Linked DNA regions of Mus musculus: regions 2, 3 and 4 are each linked to region 1. A link is a contact called in public promoter capture Hi-C data. All regions are on one chromosome and are shown on one strand. Each heading gives the region's core, a stretch centred on a gene start, on an enhancer-like site or on the middle of the called end of the contact. The rest is flanking DNA. Distances are from core to core; before and after follow the strand shown. Region 1 holds the start of Kcns2 (K+ voltage-gated channel, subfamily S, 2). Region 2 holds the start of BC048602 (cDNA sequence BC048602). Region 3 holds the start of Rpl30 (ribosomal protein L30). Region 4 holds the start of Stk3 (serine/threonine kinase 3).

Region 1 (3,376 bases), core at 234-2,733:
GATGAAGAACTCATTGATACCCCAGTACTCGATCTCCTGGCTGAAGGAGAAGACGCACAGCTCAGCCATGACGTGAAGCTTGCCGGTGTGGTAGAAATGCAACACATAGGGGAAGAGCTCGGGGTTACGGTCGAAGTAGAACTCACGCTGAACGTCATCGTAGTCATCGCAGAGTTCCAGAATGGCCTCTCGCGAGTGGCAGAGGAGCAGACGGCCCAGGCGTGTCTCAGGGAAGCGCAGCAGCGTATGGGAACGCAGCCGTCTCTTGAAGCCACCCACATTGATGCGGATCTCTCCATCCTCGACGTCGGTATCGGACACATCCCACAGGCTCTGGCGGGTCATGCTGGAGATGCCCAGGCGCCCGCGCCGCGCGGGGGCGCTACACCTGAAAGCAGAGGGAACAGCATCTATGTGAGCGCCGGCACTCCCCACCCCAAGTCTTTCTCTTGTTTTCTCTTCACCCTCATCTGACTGGCCTCTCCAGCAGGGTCTCTAGGTGAGGTCCAGCACTGGGGTGCAGGAATGGGTCTATGGGAGTTGACTCCCTTCCCAAGGCAAGACAAGGGTGTATGTTTCCACGAGTACACCCGGGCCTCCACCTCCTCCAGGGAGTGGCGCCTGTCGGCTCTGAAAGCCCAAGGGGGCTGTGTGCTGACCTTGCCTGTGAGCAGACCAAGGAGACGCCCCCGCCCTCTCGCCGCAGACAGGCGGGACCCAAGCTGAGATGCGCACTGGCAGGGCTGGGCCAAGAAGGGGGCGCGGAGATTTGGGAGGAGGCAAGGAAATTCACCGCTCTAATCTGTAAATCTGGGCCGAGGGCTAAAAGGGTCAACTCAGCGTCCCAGATCTCCAGCCTTCAAGGACCGATTCCATTCCCAGCCCCCTTCCTACCACCACCCCCGCGCCCTTCTGGCGCCGTGCTCCCCGGCCGCGTGCGCTGCGCCTTCCCGGAGCTCGCCTTGCGCGTTCTAAAAGCGCTTACCTGGGTGCACGGGAGCCCGCGGCAGAGGCCGGCGGGAAACTTCCCCGACCTGCTGGCAAGCATCACCGCGGTGGACGCCGTTGGCTGGCTGCGCGAGTGCGCGCGGGTGCGAGGATGTAGATGTGAGTGCTTGTCTGTGTGCCCCGCCACCGGGCAGGCGGGGTCCACCGTGCGCCTCCTTCAGTCTCCGGCCGCACACACCACCGCCCACATCCGCGAGAGGCTCACAGGTGGCTGCGTGGCCCCGACGCTCGTGGAGCCCCCCTCTTCCGATCTGCGCGCCCCTCACCCACCACGAGAGGCAGGAGCCCACGCCGCAGGCGCCCGTGGAGCGGGGGCGGGAACCGAGCCGGTGCGCCTTGCAGAGGGCCTTGAGCCTGGTGCTGCGCGGTGGTGCTGAACGGACAGCTCCGAGCGCGCCAGCCCGGGGCACAGTCGCCGCCCAGACTCTTGAGACGTTCCGGAGCATCATTCTGTTCTTCGGGCGCCCCCCAGCTTTGCACGGAGCTGACACCTTTTCCCCCTCCCTCGGCATCCTCCAGGGACAGCTGTTATTGTCAGCACCCCCAGGGCTCAGACAGAGGGTTGCCTACAGTGACTTTCCTCCCTCGCCGGGTCTGTAGGAAACAGACTGGAGAATGAAGGATGGCTTTTATGTATAGGGCGGATAGGGCAGCAACGGAATGATCTACCGGCTTCGGCTTCCTCTTTTAGAAACCTGAAGAAAAGTTTCCTATACCTGGAAATGGGGTTATCGGAAAATGGGAGCTGTCAGAGAAGACTGAGGTTGAGCTGTGGCAGGGATATGGGTGGGGCAGGAGCTTGGGTGTGTGCACAGGTCCTGTTGGCATGGGGAGGAGTAATGGAGTTCTGTTTGAGAACTCTGCATGATACCGTGTATGTACAAGCCAGTGTGAGCTTCAGAGGAGTACTTGGAGTTCTGTGCGTGTGTGCAATCTGAGGAGTAGGACTACCCAAAATCTGTGTAAAGTATTGACAAATATGTCTTCTGATGGATGCGAAGATGCATACAGTGTGCCATGTATGAGGATCTGGACATGCATTAGTGTGGTATGTGCATACAGTGTGAGAAACTGTGTGCTGTATAAACACTGACTTCAGCACAGAATTCCCAATCATAAGACATAGGGCCCTCATATTGGCCAAGCCAAGAAATAGACCCTTATTCCTTGGTATCCCCCTGGTCTCTGAGCAAATACATGGTCCTCATTTTCAGACTGTGGCATGCATTGTTAGCAGAGAGCTGGTGTCCTCATGTCTTGGTCAGAAGTAATAGGACAGTTCTTATAAGGTGGCTCCAGACTCAGGAAAAACAGTGCAACCACGAGAAACACATTCTTCATATGTGGCTCTAAGGGTGCCACCTGAATTGAGAGGTGTTCTGGCTCTAGATTGTTTGATGGGTTGGAGCTGAACTCCGGTCAGAGCATTTGTCTGGTATGTACAAGGCCCTAGGTATTGATCCCCAGAACTATGCAAACAGTGCAAAAGACTAGCCTGCTTTAAGCTCCCTCAGAGGGTCTGAAAAGAATCCTTGATCTAGTTTTGTGTTGGATCAGTGGATCCAAGTATGAGTCTTTGTATCAGCCACTCACCTTTGAGCATATATGATGTGTGCATTGGTTACATGTGTCCTCACTAAAAGGACGCTACACCCATGTCTCTGAAGCTTCTGTGAGTGTGGGTCTTCCTGCAAAAGCAGTTCCATATGGGAAGAAGAATAATGTGGTGTGGTTCATGTGAGCTTCCGTTCTTTGATGTTTGATGCTAGTAGTGGCAACAGTGGTGGTGGCGGTGGTGCTGGTGTGTGTGTGTGTGTGTGTGTGTGTGTGTGTGTAGGGAGTGATCTGCCAGTTGGTATCTGCCATCTTCATGCATTTATCACTGTGCTTTATTCATGTCACCCTATCTACTACTGCCTTGCTGCCCTCTTTCCTCTCCCAATCCATCCCCCTATCCCTGTCTTATTTTTTTGATACAGGCTCTCTCTGTGTAGCTCTGACTGCCCTGGAGCTTACTATATAGACCTGGCTGACCTTGAACTCACCGTCTGCCTGCCTCTGTGTTCTGAGTGATGGGATGGGATCATACGTGTATGCCACCTCTCCTGACCCCAACCATCTATTTCTATGGGAGTCTGCTTATCATAGTCTCACCTTATCCTCTGTGTAGTCTGGTTGGATCTATCATTTGAAATCTGGAGCTCCCCCACACCTGGCTGGGCTTCTGTCTGGAGGCTCCTTGGTCTCCTTCATCCCCACGGTGTGCTGCTGGGAGAGTGCCAGCCTTTGCAGAGGTTGTGTGAACTGGTGGATCTGTTATCACTGGCTTGCTGACCCTCCTTTTCAATGCCTCCATACCTTGGAGGGT
Region 2 (3,376 bases), core at 514-3,013, 490 kb before region 1:
TTTATTTAACATCCATTTCTGCTCTTATAATGTAGAGAAGTAGTATACAACTTGGCAAATAAATTTCATTAGACATGGAAGATTATACTAAAATCCCTACATGTGTTGCTGTAGATATATGATTAATGTTAAAATTTCAGTAAATGCAACACTAAGAAAGCATTGTAGAATGACTACCAAATGAAAAATTATTAGGACCAATTTTAGCAAGTTAAGTAAGTGTGAGTGTGCGCTCAAACATGCCCACATGTATTTTGGTACATGCATATATGAATGCATATACATTTATGTTCATGTGCAAGTAGAGGCCAGAGATTTATAGCAGGGTTTCTCACTCAACCTGGAGTTTGCAGATTTATTTAGTCTCACTGGCCAGCTTGGCCGCAGCATTCTTTACCCCCACTTCCCAGGACTGCTGGGATTATGAGGGGGCTGCCACTCCTGCCAGCCTTGTTACATGGGTACTGCAGATCTAAACTCCATCTCTCACACTGTGCAGCCAAACAGGCTACCCACTGAGCAGTTTCCCTAGTTCCAATGAGCTATTTTTGGATATCTAAATTTTACTTGCTTTTAAACTTTATAATATGTTTTTTACTTAACTTTATAAGGGATTTGCATGAATTCATACTGGATTGTACATGTTGGGTTCTGTCATTTAGTGATACCATTCAAGGCACACAAAGACACTGACTGCTGACTGTGCGGAGCTTCCGTCCTTTAGGGAGAGTGGGGCTCGAGCACACACTCCTCTTACACACCTGGAACACGATGAATGAATGCACTAGGGAGAAGAGCACAGGGCATTAGAGAATTTAGTGGTGGGAGAGATTAGAGAACTTTAAAGATGTAGCATTTAAGTCAGGCGTTGAGGAGTGAATAGAATTTGCAAAGAGATGAGGAAGACATAAATCTCATTTACTATCATGTGTTTATCACACCCACTAAAGTTCAAGCATGTAGGGTACTGTGTTCATTACCTCACTTGCTGGTGTGATACATTACCTCTCAACGACTCTCAGGTTCAGAAGGAAGGTCCATCAGGGCCAGGAAGCTGTAACAGAGGTCCTGGCAGCACGCACACACAGCTGCCACTCCTCACGTCTGGAGGCCAGGAAATACTGACGCTCCCCTTTCCCTTGTGCGCAGTCTAGAACCCCAGCCACCTCCACTCAGTCATTGTAAGTCTCAGATAAACTTCTCCAGAAATGCCGTCATAGACATACCCAGAGGTCTGTCTCCTAGGTGACAGTAAGCTCAGGAAGTCCACAGTGAAGATTAATTCCCTACAGGAATAATGCTACATCTATTAAAAAGATGTATAAATATATTCTCTTCACTTATGAAATTGGAATCTATAAGGAGACATATCCAAATGCTAAGCAAAGAGCTGCATTCCAAATTTATGAAACTAACAGAACAAAGAGCAGAAGTAGCCTCTGGAGAGTGGTGTTTGCTTACTGTGGAGGACATTCTGACGGTGGTGGACTCGATTTTTTAATCAGAGTCTTTGCAACATTTTAATCAGTCATTTTCTTCATGATATCCTTATCGAAGTAAGGTGGCTATTGGCTAATTTGAAAAGAATGAGATGGGGAAACTTCAACTTAAAATGTACTGTTCAAGTGGTAAATATATAAAAGAATATATTTCTAGCCCTATGTGACGGTCTGAATGAAAATGGCTCTCATATGCCCACAGGAAGTGGCACTGTTAGGAGGCGTGGCCCTGTGGACGTAAGTGTTGCCCTATTGGAGGAAGTGCTTCACTAAGGGGTGGGCTTGGAGGCCTCAGAAGCTGAAGTCAGACCTAGTGGCTCACTGCCTCTTCCTGTCTCTCAGCCCCTCTCTAGCACCATGTCTACCTGCAGGCTGCCATGCTTCCTGACATGATGACAATGGACTGAACCTCTGAAACTGTAAGCCAGCCCCAATTAAATGTTTTTCTTCATAAGAGTTGCTGTGATCGCGGTGTCTCTTCACAGCAATAAAACTCAAACTAAGACACCAAATCTGGCGGCTGTGCCCTGGCGCTGTCCTATACTTCAGATATAAACTAGAGCTGTGAGTGAGCCTTATGTTGCTGCTAGTAAAACAAACAAGGTATCTGCTTCAGACAGTTCACTGCGGATCTTGGTGAGGTTCATAAATAATGCTACACAAATTTAAGGTCATTTGCTAAATAGATTTAGTTTCCAATGTAATTTTCCTAAGCTATTTAACCTAATCTAACCTTACCAAAGAGAAAGACCTATTTAACCTAGCTTTACTTTATCCTTGTTTGGGGGACAGGATCAGTAGACTTCCACTACCAGACACATGTATACCGGGTTGAAGCTTTGTGTTTAGCAGAGCCTGGGAAGATGCCTAACTCGTTAACATCTGCTTGAACCATAGCCATTGACCCACCCACAAAAAAAAAAAAAAAAAAAAAAAAAAAAAAAAAAAACCCTAATCATACAGATCTTAAGTTTAATGTTTTGAGGTCCTGACGTGGTTAATTTTGGCCAGAACAACATTATCTCCAAATCATGCTGCAATAGGGCCACTGGGAATTTTCTTTGAAATGGAAGCTATGCTAGGGAATTATGCACGTACACATTAGAGTAAACATTAACAGATGACAGGTTTCTTCATGTCCCATGAATTCTGTCATTTATAATCACTGCCAAATAATTGTTCAAAATGACACAAATCACTTTGAAAACCGAACTCTGGCTCTGTTTGCTTTAATGGGAAACCTATCCCTCTGAGGCTAGACCACATATAACTGAGGCGGACCCATGATTTACACAGGACTGGGGGCTCTATACTGGCCACAAGACATCAGATTTGGAGATTTCTTCTAATCTCTGATCAGAGTTTACACACTAGTCTCCATTAGAATTTGGCCCTGCATTTAAGCATGGCAATAAATTAAATAATTCATTTCATCTTTGCATTATTTCTCTAACAGTAGATTAGCAAATGATTCAACGAAACCCCAATCATATAATTTTGATAGTCTGATAAAGGCTATTATTATAAACAGTATTGTTATAAATGTTTTGAAAGTTTATTTATAAATTGGATTGACTTTGCCTGGTTCCTAGGTTACTGACATGTGATCTCTCAGCAGTAAACAAAAAAAATGTATTGTAAAAATCCTTATTTCAACAAATTATGCCAAATCTTAATAGACATTTTGTTCCAGAGCCTGAAGGATTTTTAATGAAGTCTATTACCTTTATTAGTAGCCAAGAACTGAGAGTCCAGCCTTTCCACTTCCTTTTAAAATGCGAGGTCCGCAAACCTGAAATTTTCACTTTTACTTTTCAATTTTGAACTGACATTCCAATCTGGGAGGGGAAGGAGGAGATGTAAAGACACCAAACACT
Region 3 (3,376 bases), core at 451-2,950, 390 kb after region 1:
GTTAAAGTTCATTTAAAGTTTACTATGTTTACAAAACTGGATTAATAGAAGACAATTAGCTGGATTTGTACCATCCTAAGTACTTTATGCCTAAATGTTAAAGCAAAGAGTATGGTAATTGAACACTACCGTTTGGTCAAATTCACATTAAAATGGGCCACAACAGTTGAATAAATTTTAATGTAAAATTTCTGGATTTTCTGAGTTCGAGGCCAGCCTGGTCTACAGAGTGAGTTCCAGGACAGACAGAGAAATCCTGTCTCAAAAGACTCAACCAAAACAAACAAAAACCAAAAAACCCTAATTTGCAGGCCTGGTTCTATTCATACTTCTGTAATACACTAGCTGTAAAAATGTGAGAATAACACAGTTACTATCTCATAGAGTGTGTGTGTTGGCTAAGTAATATGTTTTAGTTTCCGTTTTTTTTCTTTTTCCAAAAGATCAACTCACAGAGATTGCCAGCTCCGGGTGGGATTATAGGTATAGATCATCTCGACCCGCATGACTCATGGATGTTTTTAAAGTTATTTTAATTAAGGGGAGGCAGGGTTGTTCTTCCCTTTCCTAACCTCCAGGGCAAAGTAACTCACCATACAGCTTACCTACTACCCTGGGTTTCCTTTTTCATGCTTATATAAATTTGGTGGCACAGGTGCTTGTGCAGTTGGGCAGAGGTCACAGGTCAACTTCTGGGTACTTACTCGGTAGTTGTCCACCTTATTTTTCACAAGATCTTTGAGACCTGGAGCTGACAGGTTAGACTAGGTTGGCTGGCTAGCCAGCCTTGGGGAATCTGTTCCACAAATGGAGTTACAAGTGTGCACAACCATGCCAGACTTTTGGGGGCTGGGGATTGACAGAGAGGTTTAGGCATAAAATGCAGGTCCCCACGCTTGCAAGGCAAGCACACTTTACTGACTGAACAATCTCAACAGCCCTGGGTTTTCGTTGGTGCTAGTGCGTAAATAGTAGAGGCTTTCAAGGTTTTTTTTTTTTTTCCTTGAATGCTACATTTATACAACGGCCCAAGTTTCGTAGCAAAATGATTTTTTAAATTATTCGTATTGCGACTATTTCTTTACTTCTGTATACGTATGTGAGCATTCAAGCGCAGGCCAAAGAAAAACCTGCTGGACTTGGCGCTCCCCTCCCACCACGTGGGTTTGGAACTCATTCGTCTACTTAGCGACAAGCGCATTTACCCGTCAGCCACTTCACCAGGTTTTTTTTTTTTTTTTTTCAATTGTGGTCCCTGTGCAAAGTAGGCTCCCAAGTACACGGTATAAAACCGCCGCAAAAGGGGTGTGTGTCCTACGGAGCGGCAAACAGGAAGATCAGCGGCGGGTGGACAGAGATGCCTCCGCTCCTGGTGAGCAGTCACGGGGTAAACCGGCGGCCCGGGGTCCTTCCGGAGCACGCCCAAGACAACGTCAGGCGGAGACCAGCCCAGGAGAGGCCAGGTCGCTGCCGCCTCGCCACGGAGCCCTGGGCCTCGTCGTCAGCTCCCATCGAGCTCCGGCTCTCCGCGGTGTCAGCCCGCTGCAGCAGAACAAACGCCCAGAACCGAAGGCCGGAGCCCAGACGCCGCAGCAGCCCAGCCTGCGTTGTAACCCGGTCCCCATAGCAACCAACTACCGCAGACTACTCTCGCAAGCGCTGTTCTGCTTGTGACCCGGACCGGCTTCTCTTCCGCTTCCGGTCCCACAATCCTCTGTCGGCCTAGAAGAGCTTTGCATTGTGGGAGCTCCTTCCTTTCTCGCTCCCCGGCCATCTTGGCGGCTGGTGTTGGTGAGTGAGCTCTGCGGGGTAAACGATTAGGCGGCTCGGGGAGCTCCGCTAGCTGGTGTTTGACGCTCTGGATTATAATCCTCTCTTCTGTCCTCTGTGTATGCTAGGTTGGGGGTTGTCCCGCACCTAAGGCAGGAAGATGGTGGCCGCAAAGAAGACGGTGAGTGAAGCCGATCGGGCCCGGAAGCCGGTTCACGTGGAGAGCTGGGTCGGGCCGGGGCGGATAGATTTGAGCACACTGGGTGGACGACTTGTCGCTGACGTTTCAGGGTCTCAAAGTGAATCCGAGAGGCTCTTTGTATGGTCTCAGACATCATGAAAGGGTTCAGTTCCAGAAATCTGGAACTGAGTTTGGTTTTAGATGACTGCAAGTGGTGTTCAAGTCTCAAACGTTTGCATTGTAGAAAAAGTCTCTGGAGTCGATCAACTCTAGGCTCCAACTTGTTATGAAAAGTGGGAAGTACGTGCTGGGCTACAAGCAGACTCTGAAGATGATCAGACAAGGCAAAGCGAAGTTGGTTATCCTTGCCAACAACTGTCCAGCTTTGAGGTAATGGAGGGAACCTGGATGTGTGCAGCCTATTGTAAATTCACTGTGCAGTATCCAGCATTGGGAAGAAGAATAATGATGGTTGCTTTCTGATGTTTGGACCTTGCTTTGTGTGTGTTTTTTGTAAATGTACCTTTGAGGCACGTTGTGTGACAGGAGGTATACAAATGATACACGCAGACTGGGGGAAGCCCGATCCCGAATTTTTCAAGGTTTGAAGTGTTAACACTCCGCTTCATGTGCCTGTTTTAGTTTAGAAAAATTCTGGCTGGATTATGGAGGTGATGGTATCATGAAATCACCTATTTGGCAGGGTCCAATTTTCTGAACACGTTCATTCTTGATTAACTATTTTAACTCGAACCTAACAAGTATTTTAAGTAAGCTGAAGAAGCTTGTGTAGTATACGCTCCTTGATTTTTCTATGGCAATTGTACACCTCTTCAGCCTTTTATGTAGGTGTCTATACTTAGTGGCAGAGTTTGGAATGTTTGGTCTTATTTTAAACCTTTGCCAGTCGATTCATAGTGGCAGCGTAGACATTCATTACTAAATTACAAGCTCAGACTCAGTGGGTCCAGGCTGGAGCTTCAAGTTCATTTCTCATAAGCACTTTGGAGCACTGTTGGTATGTGGGGCCACATTCTAAGCTCAAGGTTCTGTGGAACTTTCAAATCTTAACAATTTGTATCCTTTAACTTGGCACTGAAGTATTTATTTTTTGGGTAATATTATCAGCAGCCCTTATGTAGTATTCACTGTATAGTAGGTGGTTTAAGAGGGCTTACTTTTTTAGGTTTCTGACCCTCCACTCCACCTTCCTATTATTCTTTGCCTTCGTTTGATTAAAATGGAGTATATACTTGTTGCTGACACGAGATTCTCCTGGTGTTGTGAGGTGGCTGATGTGAATGCTGGAAACTGAACTTTCTTAAGAGCAGTACAAGCTTTCAGTGAACCATATCTCCAGGCCAGCATTGGCTTTTTTATGTCTATTATACCCTTTTCTAGTTTTTAAGTAACTTACACATTTTA
Region 4 (3,376 bases), core at 241-2,740, 320 kb before region 1:
AGATGAACTTCTCAAGATGCTTTCTGCTGAAACAGGAAAAAAATGAGGTTGATGTGGAAGTTAGGAGAATGCGAGGTGGGCAGGAGAGTTTCAGTGGTGATTCCCAGTACTGACATTTTAAAAGCTGGTACTGGGGTTCAATGGTTAAGAGCACTGACTTCTGTTCCAGAGGATGTGAGTTCAATTCCCAGCAACCACATGCGGCTCACAACCATTTGTAGTGGGATCTGATGCCGTCTTCTGGTATGTCTGAGGAAAATTACAGCATACTCATATATATAAAGGCTGGCATTACTGTGTGTGTGCATGATGAGGGTGTGGAAGTGTGTGCATGTGTGAGAGAGATGTGGCAAGGGTGTGTGTGTGTGTAAGCCAAGGACAACTTTGTAAAGTCTGTTCTCTCTTTACACTTGTAGACTCATCAGGATTGTGTGGCAAGTGCCTTTGCTTACAGAACCCCCTCATGGCCCAGTATTGACATTTTAATCACTTAGTTTTTGTTATTGTTCCTATTGTCCTGAGTAGATGAAATAGATATCAAGGTGTGTGTCTTATTTAGTTTCAGTTGATACTCATTTTGACTAATATTGACTTCATACACATGGCTCCAACCTCTAAGAAAACTTTGCCCAATTCGTTTTAAAGAATATTCTAGAAAAAAAAATAAGCAAACTCATTTGTATAGTTGTGAGAAGATGTGTGTGTGTATTTTATGGTTAAATAGTAGACAAATGAATGTGTAAGGGGTCAAGTTCAATGGGGGTTAGGGCTGTCGGGGTCGGGGACCCAAGAAAAAAAGAAAGATATTCCTTTAGTATCTTTTTCCAAGCACTATAACTAGTCATGGGCTTTCCATGTTACCCAACAGGGCATCCAGCAAGACTCTGGTGTTCTAAATTTGTGCACCAAGAGATCACTGCAGTAAATATTTTCTGTCATTGGACTGTAATTATTATGCTTGTATACAATCAAAATCAACCAGAATTTCCAGAAGTATCCCAACTACTATAGTTACAAATGCCAATTGGCTTGGGGGGCAGGGGAACGTAGCTAATAATAACTAATAATTATAAACAGGACAAGAGAGGGAAGTGAGGGCAGTTTTACTTCAAACAGATTTACAAGATGATTGGCATGTATTCTTGGGGAATCCTGAGAAATGAGTCAAATCTCTAGTGGACTAGCACCCCTCCACCAGCACAGTAGCTTTTGGGTTGCCAAAGTCTCACTCTGGTAGCAAGACATCTTCTTTCTGAGCTGGGCACTCCTTTTGGTGGCCTTTCTCCACTACTCTCACCAGCGCTTGGACCCGCCCACCCTTCCCGGGCTGCGCTCCGCCCACCCTCCCTAGCCCTGCTAAGGCCCGCCCGCCTTCCAGGGCGCATCCTGTTCACTATCCCTGGCTGAGCTAGGGCCCGCCCACTCTTCTGGACCGCGCTAGGTTCCGCCCACTTTCCCGGGACACGCTCCGCCCACCCTCCCTGTCCGCGCTCCGTCCCGCCCACCCTCGCTGCGCCGGCCTCTTCCCACCAGCTCGGAGCTGCAGGCCACGGCCGAGGGGCGGGGCGGGGCGGCCGGGAGGAACCGCGTTGAGGAGCGGGAGGGAGATCCGCCGCGGAGTTACGTGAAAGTTGGTTCGAGTTTCCCGGTGTGATCCCTTGCGTTCGGCCGGCTGCTCCCGGGCTCCTTTCCTCCCTACGGCCTTCACGGTCCATTCGGCCCTTCTTTCTGCCACCGGCCGCCATGGAGCAGCCGCCGGCGTCCAAGAGGTAACGACGGCGGGAGCGGGATGAGGACGGAAGCAGCGGCGCGGGGCGGGGGCTACTAGGCCCGGCCTGCCGCCGCGACCCTGTCCCCGCCTGCTCGGCGCTGAGCGCAGCCTGGTCCAGGCGCCCACCGTTCGGCTCCGTCCCTCTGCGAGGCCAGGGACCCAGAGGGGACGCCGAGTCTCCGTGCCGACGTCTTGAGGGCCTGGTGCGCCGCAAATTGAGTGGCCCTCGCTGGGTTCCCGGCCCTTCTGGTGGCTAGGAGGGTTTGAGTAGTAAATTCCAGAAACCTGGAGATAAGGACATCAATGCACGCTTCTCTTATTCTCTCTCTCTCTCTCTCTCTCTCTCTCTCTCACACTCTCTCTCTCTCTCTCTCTCTCTCTCTCTCTCTCGATCAAGTCTTCTTAATAATATAACCATTCACTTTGTGAAGACAGATCGCTTATTTACAGTTTAAGGAATTAAGTATATTAATAGCCACGCAGAATGTAAAACATTATGGATGTGCAGCAATGACAGGTGTTTCCCCCCTCCCCCCAAAGTTCTAAAGAATTTATGGATCCAAGATAGATGGAATGTTAACTTAGAACCTCTCCCCCATATAGTTTTGCACATAAAAACAGTGATACTTTGGTATGCTATATATTGTTTATGTTTAATCATGGACATATTGGATGCATCTGTGTACAATATGTTTGAACTAATCATTTCAATCATCTTAGGAAACTAAATGTCCATTGATAAACGTTCATAATGTCTTCTCCCTGTTCTCCATGAATGAATAAAATAATTGTTTGACGCTGGGTAAAACATTTAACCTCACTTTCATTTATAATTTACAAAACTGTCTAAGAGAGTGCTATAGTGAAGATTAAAGTCTTCATGTGCTCTAATATCTAGAGATATTTAGATGTAAGGTGTTAGACTCATGAGGTGGAATCGTTAAAAAGGTAGGCACTTTGAGAACCGTTGTGAATTGTGTGATTAGACATGTGAGCCTTGGTTTCTGGAAACCATCTGTTCAGATGCAAAAAAGGGGAGGATGTGGACAGTTTCCCAGAAGGGACAGGCTATCCTTCTGGGCCCTGGAAGCAAGTCAGTTGTTAGATTCTAGCATGTTATTGGTGTCTTTCCTCTGGTAGTCCCTGGATACTCGCCTTCCCCACAATAACAGAAGAAAACCTGAAACTTTTTTTTCTTTCTGTTTTGGAAGGGCAGTAAAGGGGAGATCTTTGAGACTATGGCATAGGCCAGCTGGAATGACTGAATTGAAATAAAAGATCTGTGCTGGTTGGCTGTACTGTAAATTATCAGTTTCATTATAGCTGTAAGAAAATGCCTGCACTTGACATTAGTGAACCTGGACAATCAGAAGTTGTGGGTGACAATTCCATCGTGACTTATACTTTACAAAGCCATGCTTGCACATAAAACTTTACATTTTAAATTTCCATTTCTTCAAAGACTCATTTTAATCTAGAAATGCAATTCTTTTAGTTCTTTTGTTTTTCCCCTCATATGTTGTGCAGTGTGGCTTGAGTGCCTGGGTTTAAGAGCTCCTTCTGCCTTTGACTCAGGAATAGTTGGGACTAGGATATAGTTCCTGT

Evidence for each region. Promoter capture Hi-C pulls out the DNA fragments that hold promoters and counts their contacts.
Region 2: a promoter capture Hi-C map of stem cell-derived epiblast-like cells shows a contact between it and region 1, with 5 times the contacts expected there. The contact joins the promoter of BC048602 here to the promoter of Kcns2 in region 1. A contact is called at or near these places in 13 of 39 promoter capture datasets (the 3T3-L1 cell line, the C10 cell line, the SN4741 cell line and 8 more), 1 of 484 Hi-C or Micro-C datasets (embryonic stem cells) and 1 of 115 datasets of contacts at active chromatin or transcription factors (embryonic stem cells).
Region 3: a contact with region 1 is called in a promoter capture Hi-C map of hippocampal neurons, with 4 times the contacts expected there. The contact joins the promoter of Rpl30 here to the promoter of Kcns2 in region 1. A contact is called at or near these places in 5 of 39 promoter capture datasets (embryonic stem cells, hippocampal neurons, liver and 1 more), 1 of 484 Hi-C or Micro-C datasets (ventral hippocampal neurons) and 1 of 9 other capture datasets (pancreatic islet).
Region 4: a contact with region 1 is called in a promoter capture Hi-C map of pre-B cells, with 5 times the contacts expected there. The contact joins the promoter of Stk3 here to the promoter of Kcns2 in region 1. A contact is called at or near these places in 5 of 39 promoter capture datasets (the 3T3-L1 cell line, hippocampal neurons, liver and 2 more) and 2 of 9 other capture datasets (adipose tissue and liver).

What each region holds. Positions count from the first base shown.
Region 1 is chr15:34,835,462-34,838,837 of GRCm38.p6, reverse strand. It overlaps Kcns2 (K+ voltage-gated channel, subfamily S, 2), which reads right to left and starts at 1,483. Exons shown (of 2, transcript NM_181317.4): 1 at 986-1,483; 2 at 1-388. The coding sequence starts at 345. It overlaps Gm32970 (a long non-coding RNA gene), which reads left to right and starts at 163. Exons shown (of 7, transcript XR_383919.3): 1 at 163-499.
Region 2 is chr15:35,326,922-35,330,297 of GRCm38.p6, reverse strand. BC048602 (cDNA sequence BC048602) reads left to right here and starts at 1,763. Exons shown (of 3, transcript NR_045280.1): 1 at 1,763-1,918. It overlaps Gm33584 (a long non-coding RNA gene), which reads right to left and starts at 1,308. Exons shown (of 3, transcript XR_383923.3): 1 at 1,006-1,308; 2 at 695-784.
Region 3 is chr15:34,441,600-34,444,975 of GRCm38.p6, reverse strand. It overlaps Rpl30 (ribosomal protein L30), which reads left to right and starts at 1,700. Exons shown (of 5, transcript NM_001163485.1): 1 at 1,700-1,791; 2 at 1,899-1,951; 3 at 2,196-2,341. The coding sequence starts at 1,931.
Region 4 is chr15:35,153,920-35,157,295 of GRCm38.p6, reverse strand. It overlaps Stk3 (serine/threonine kinase 3), which reads left to right and starts at 1,490. Exons shown (of 11, transcript NM_019635.2): 1 at 1,490-1,769. The coding sequence starts at 1,744.